Regions from separate parts of the Rattus norvegicus genome. Here region 1 is linked to region 2. The links are chromatin contacts, called in public Hi-C maps. All regions are on one chromosome and are shown on one strand. Each heading gives the region's core, a stretch centred on a gene start, on an enhancer-like site or on the middle of the called end of the contact. The rest is flanking DNA. Distances are from core to core; before and after follow the strand shown. Region 1 holds the start of Slk (STE20-like kinase). Region 2 holds the start of Stn1 (STN1 subunit of CST complex).

Region 1 (3,039 bases), core at 389-2,888, 44 kb before region 2:
TCGTGCACCTTACACAGTAGCTCTTGCTGAAACCATATATTCGCCCACTTTCACCGCACTCATTTGAGGGTAACATACACTATTTCTTTCAACAAATACGTGAGGTAATGCATGTACTGAGGAACAGATTCAAATGTGAAACGTCGGGCCTTAATTTTATTATATAAACGTAAAAATGTCAGTTATAATATGTGACAAGTGCTAGAGTAGCCATGTGAACAAGATGTTCTCAAAACACATAGAGCAATCAAAGTATGTCTTTCAGACTGAATAAAAAAAAAAAATGACTGGGATTTTGACAGAACGCAGTCAAGGCACGCATTACAAGACAAAGTGTACCATGCTTGGAAATTAGAGGACATGCTTTCTACTGAATGGAGTTAAAGTAAAAACACTTAACTGCATATGAGAACAGGAGACCTGAGTTCAAGGCCAGACTGAACCAATGTGGCCATGAACTAGGTGGACACTGCCACGTACCTGCTCACCTCCCAGGACTTACATAGGACACAAATTATATGAGACTTCAAAGTCTAGAATTTATGTTTTCACTTCTAGGCAACCTGTGGGTCCTTCCCCTCAAATGTGGCTCATAAGAACCTCACCCTTCAGGAAGTAAAAAAGTATTCCAATGACATCATTCATATACTTCCTAAACAGTGAACATTCACACCTCTGTGTTGAAACATCAACCCTCTATTGAAATAAATAAATACTCGTGTATTTTTTTTTAATTCCTCAAGCACTGGTATTGCCTTCTAGCCAATGCTTATCATATTTCAAAACTAGGGTGAGATGCAGATTTTCTTCTGGAAATTCTGTCAGAAATTCCATCCCATGTGGCCAAGCGACCAACTCAAGAACACACTCCAAGCTGGCAATCATCTTGTGCTCGTTTTATTTCAACTATAGATACTGCCAGCTAGATGTACCCATCTCCAAAAAGTTACCTGTTTCATGCACACAGGCAAACGCCATTAGTAAACAAACACTAGCACAGTGAAAAGCTACTGAGTTTCCGATTTTAAAAGACACGAGGGCCACAACCGCCCGCTCCTCCCATTTAAATTATACTCATTCCTTTCGGAAGTTTGACAGGGTAGACTGCAGAACCGTCACTACTGAAGCTGCATCCGGCCCCAAGGTATTCAGTAAGCCCGACCTTCCGAGCCGCTGCTTGGATGCTGAGCTGAAGTTTCAACCTACAAAGCCAAGGAGCGGGCAAGACACGGCAAGGGCTGTGGGGGTGAAGTCCTCGTGCCACTCCGGACAGGCGGGCGTTTCATCTCCTAAACCAACTTCCCGTTTTCTCCCTCTTACCTTATACACTTTCCCAAAGGCTCCGTCGCCCAGCTCTCCGATAATCTCCCAAAACTCCTCGGGGTTCAGGTCTCTCTTCACGTGTTCGTACTGTTTCTTCTTCTTCTCGCTCCCCAACTTGAAGATCTTACGGAAATTGAAGAAGGACATTTTTCCAGCCCAACAGAGCCCCTTGCACTTAAAGGGCTAGGAACAATAAAAGGCAAAGTTTGTGGCGCGTCGTCTCCCGCGCGAGCCCGGGGTCCGGGCCGCTCCCGCCGGGCGCTCCCCGGAGAAGGCGGGGCGCCGACAGGGCTCCGGCCCCGGAGGGGGGCGCGCGGCCGCTGCGAGCCGGGACGGGCCAAGCGGCGCGGTGGGCACCTCGCTGGTGGACCCCGGAGGCTGCACCTGCCCGGGCGCTCGCCCCCGCCCCGCACCGGGCCGCACGGGTCCGAGCGGCGCGGACGCCCGCGGCCCGCGGCGCCTTAGGCCCGTGTCACCGTGCGTCTCCCGGGGCGGCGGCCGCTCCGGGCCCGGGAAGCGGCCGGCGCCCACCGGGCGCGCAGTGGCGAAGCCGAGCTCTCCCGCTGGGGCACCGCGTCTGCTCCGAAGCGTCCGCTCCCGCTGCGCGACGCCCGCGCGTCCCCTCGGCTCTGGGGCGCCGCCGCCTCGCTCGTCGCCTCAGCCCACACAGCCTCGGACTGCAGCGCGCACGGACGCCGACGCCGACTCGCGGCGCGCCCGAGCTCCTCGGCCGCGCGCTCGCGCTCGCGCTCGCCCGCCCGGTGACGCGCCCCACTCACCGCGCGCTCGCGAGGGCGTACCCTCTGGCCCCGCGCACGCGCGTTGGGTCCGCCGGGCTGGTGGCTGGGCGGCTCGCTGGCGCCTGCGGCGGGAGGTGTGGTGGATGTTTGAGCGCCTCCATCCTCCCAGCGTGTTTCACGTTGACCTCCGTGAGCCGGAGCGTCGTTGACGAGGTCTCCTTCGGCGCGACCCTGTTGATTGCGCTGGCGGATGTTGCCTCATTCTGCACAGGGGGAAGCGGGAAAACAGGCTTATGCTAGTTGGTCCCTGAGAGTGGACTGTTTCCGCTTCAGAACCCGTACAAGAGTCCAGTGAGAGGGAGAGTGGGAAGCCACAGTCCAGTGACTTTGAATAGAGCATCAGATTCCCCTTTGCGATGATCCCCATAGTCCTTACTGGTAGGTTGCAGCATAGATCAAAAGCGACAATAAAAAGGAACCCTTTGCACGGGGCCTGCACCAGCAAGTGCTCAATCTTAACTCTGCTCAATAGAAGGGTAGTGCAGACCTAGGTTGTAAAAAGATTGTTTAAAAGGTATAGGTGTGGTGGAGACCTGGGGAAGGAGCCAGGGGAAGAATACGAGTTCGAGACCAGCCTGAGCTACATAAAGAAGCCCGGTCTCATAAAGTAAAGAGGAAATTGTTTAAACTCGATTCTGGAGTGGTGACACTCCCTTAAGGATAACCTCCCGGTCACCTCCACAGCCAGAAAACTGGTGCCGCCCTTCCTGAGTCTCACCTGAGCTAATCCAGCCGGGGATTCTAGATTTGCTGGGCCTTTGTGGGTGTTGCCTGGAGTCTGTCAAATAATTTACCTTCCCCTCCTCCATCTGACAGAAGCCCTTTCCGGTCAGAGGCGGGGACACCCACCAAGGTGTCCCAAGTGCTGGGCCACATTCCAGGGTAGGAGTAGAAAGCAAACCAGGAAATGAGTGAA
Region 2 (3,320 bases), core at 569-3,068:
AAGGTCTGATCAGGAAGACAATCTTGAACAATTAGAAGCTTCAGAAAGAAAATCACTGGCAAGTAGAGGAAACCCTGTCCCACCTGTAAAGACGGAAATCACAAAGCACACTAGCTTGAGCTTTGAGTTATTTCAGACATGCAGTCCAAAGTCACTGTTTTCCAAAGAATCTGCTAGAATCTTAGCTTTCAGGAAAGAATGATATGATCTGTCAAAAAAGAAAAGTCTACAAAACATATTTAGCACCAAGTTGCCAAAGAAAGGGCTCCCAGCATTGACTTTTTAAATACTGGCTTTGGATATTGTAGGGTGCTGTGCTGGTCGTACAGGGTTGGTGATTTCCGGATCCTCCAGGAAGGCCTGGGAGTCTGGGAGCTCTACAGGCTGGAGGCTGAGATCTTTACAACGCTCCCCCAAAGCTCTCAGTGTGGTTCTGCAATCTGGAAATTCTATTCACATCTCACCTTCTGCTTCATGACCACCTACTGCTCAGGTCTGGGGCTTAGATCAAGAGGCACACTCCCTTCCAAAGAGTCCTCCCATCAGTGTAAAAGATGACATCAGGGCTCCCAGGGATACCACAAGGCGTGGCCCTCCCCCAGGTTGGCAGTAAACCCAGAGTCCTAGCCCTCTGACCTAGCACTCTAGCCCTGACAGCCCTGAGAGTCATCTCTGAAAATACCTCAACTTCTGAGGACATCTGAGACTGGTTTTCTTCCTGGCCTCCACCCTAGAGCAGATGTGTGCAGTCCTGAGAATGTCACCCAACCTGTCTGTCTCTACCTGGCAGGTGAACTGGAATCATCAGTCCTATGTGTTTCCTCAGGGAGAACCTGCTCTATTAGAGAGGGGTTAGGCTTGCCTACACAGATCTTAAAACGCCACGGGCCCAGCTGTTTCATGCCATAGAGTCTGGGAGACAGTTTTTCAACTCCTTCTGTGGCCAGGGAGGTAACTGGAAGCCACGGTTCTAGTGACACCCTGTTTCCATTCCAGCCCTTCTCTGATAGTTTAGCAATGATCTCTTTGGCCTCCTGCCTCTTTTGCCGCTGGAGTGAGTGACCTATCCTTTCCTAGTCGTGAGAGTGAGTCCCTGTGAGTAAGGAAGAACTTCTTTATTTATATGGGTGGAAACGCTGGAGACAGGGCTCCAACAGGGTGGCCATGGTTTACAAAATGCCAGCCTCTCAAGAGTTAAATGTACAACATCCCGGACTATACGTTAAGGAAGGGGAAAGGAGACAAAGAGAATTCTGGTCTAGTTAGGGGTGGTTTTCGTTAGAGATAAGACCTCACATTCACTCGGGGCCTCGGGTTTAGATCATAAATCATCTGCAAGCGAGACTACTGCATCCCTACGGCGCGTCCGTGGATCATTGCCAGCTGTGGAAACCGTAACACACTCCATTGCCTAATTTTGTTGGTTTAATAAGCCAAGACAACCCCCTGCCCTAATTTTAAAAAAAGAAAATTAAGTTTGACTGCCGCCCCAATTTCCTGGAAGCGTCTGAGGGAATCGGAGTGACAAACGTGACGTGAAAGGCGGGATTTGAGCAGCAGGAATTCCCGGGCTTCTTCGGGAATCTCCGAGATTATCCGAGACCCCGAAAAGCCTGCGCAGCGTGCGGACCCGGAAGACAGCGTGGGCGGAGCCTATGCGTGTAATGGGCGTGTCCTGTGAGGCGGACGTCGGGGGCGTGGCCTCAGCGGGAGTGGCTGGCGGTAGCCAGGCGCGGGTGGCGGGAAGGAAATACGCCGGCGGGAGTGTGCTAGCTTCCTTCTCGCAACCGGAACTATTTCGGCAATCTTGGCCAACTGCTCCTGCTCCGGGAGAGGCTGTAAACCGCTCTGATTCTGCCTCCTTTTCCTTTCCTCCGCTCTTCCCAGAAGGTGAAATGTCGAAGAGTGGATAGACACACCTCCAGGGCCCAAAGTCCACGGCCACAGGGGCGCCATTCACTCTCCGGACTCATTCGTTAAAACTCCTTTGGGGTACGCCTGTGTGGATGGTTATCCTCAAAGTGAAGAGTTAGTATTTAGGGGATGTAGATCAGTTGGTGGAGAGCACTTACCTAGTGTGCATGAAGCCCTGCATGAATCCCTGCGTTCGATCCCCAGTGCTGTATAAACCAGGCCTGATGGGACACGCCAGGAATCCCAGTACTGGAGGAGGAGGCCTGAGGACCAGTAGTTCAAAGTCATCCTCAACTACATAGCCAGATTTCGGAAGGCCAGCCCGGGCTATCCGAGACCATGTCTGAAAAGAAAATTTGTTATTTAACTGATTCTCAGTTGGAATTTCGCGGAAAGGGGCCTCACACAAAGAGCCACCCGCTAGGCATGAATCTTGACAAGATCCCGAACCCCTGTTTTACCGTCCTAAGACTTCTGGATGAACCTTATCCACAGTAAACACCCTGAAACCTTGTTTTCGTATCTTTTATAGAGTCTTGGCTCAGGGTTAGCAGATGCCAGAACCTTGCCTTTTGATGCAGTGCGAATCCAGTCCAAAAGAAGAGGAGATCCCGTCCCTCTTTTGGGGTCTGGATCCCGTGTTTCTAGCCTTTGCAAAACTCTACATCAAGGACATCCTGGAGATGAAGGAGTCCCAACAAGTGCCAGGTATGTGGCCAGTCAGCTTAATGGATGCCCTGTGCTGTACGTCCTGACTGATCAGTGTCCCTCCAAGATAAAGCCAGAGCCTTAGGGCATCTGAAGAGCCCCGTCTGAAAGTTATCTAGCCTCAAACTTGGAAAGAGTTCGTTTCTGTGATTTTTGGTGCAAATCAAAGACAATCTAAAATTTTTAAGTTAAATAGAGATTTGAGGGTGTAACCTTTGCTCTGAGCGCCTTCTCCCAACCTGTACATGACCAGACGTACTTCTAATACTTTCAGGATGGAAGTAGGAATGGTCAGTGTTCAAAGCCAGCCTGGGTTACGTAAAAGCTTTCCTCAATAAAATACACAACTAAAACCGCCTATGCTTAAGGGATCCCACACTTTAAAATGCTTTGATTCTTGAGAGCATGCTTTTGAATGGATTAGACAGGCGTAAGCCTTAATGTGGTACTTACCTTTCTGGTTATGTGACTCACTTTCTACAACGTCTCAGTGTCCTCTTAGTAAACGTGTGGGGGTTGGTTTTGGTTTGAGTTCATCACAATCAAAATAACAGAAACTCCTGTAAGGAAGGGTGTCATCTGGCTGGTCTGTGAGTTGCAACAATGTCTGCTTACAGTAGGTGAGCCCTTGAGAAACCCGAGAGGAAGCAATAAAGCTCTGTCTATATAAGTCTGTGCACACGTGTGTAGTTATATGT

The links. A called contact is a pair of places that touch in the nucleus more often than the background predicts.
Region 1: a Hi-C map of liver shows a contact between it and region 2, with 2.9 times the contacts expected there. The contact joins the promoter of Slk here to the promoter of Stn1 in region 2. A contact is called at or near these places in 3 of 12 Hi-C or Micro-C datasets (frontal cortex, liver and mammary epithelial cells) and 1 of 1 datasets of contacts at active chromatin or transcription factors (oligodendrocytes).

The regions. Positions count from the first base shown.
Region 1 is chr1:256,413,612-256,416,650 of GRCr8, reverse strand. Slk (STE20-like kinase) reads right to left here and starts at 1,638. Exons shown (of 18, transcript NM_019349.2): 1 at 1,321-1,638. The coding sequence starts at 1,470.
Region 2 is chr1:256,369,234-256,372,553 of GRCr8, reverse strand. It overlaps Stn1 (STN1 subunit of CST complex), which reads left to right and starts at 1,818. Exons shown (of 10, transcript NM_001011943.1): 1 at 1,818-1,992; 2 at 2,447-2,622. The coding sequence starts at 2,469.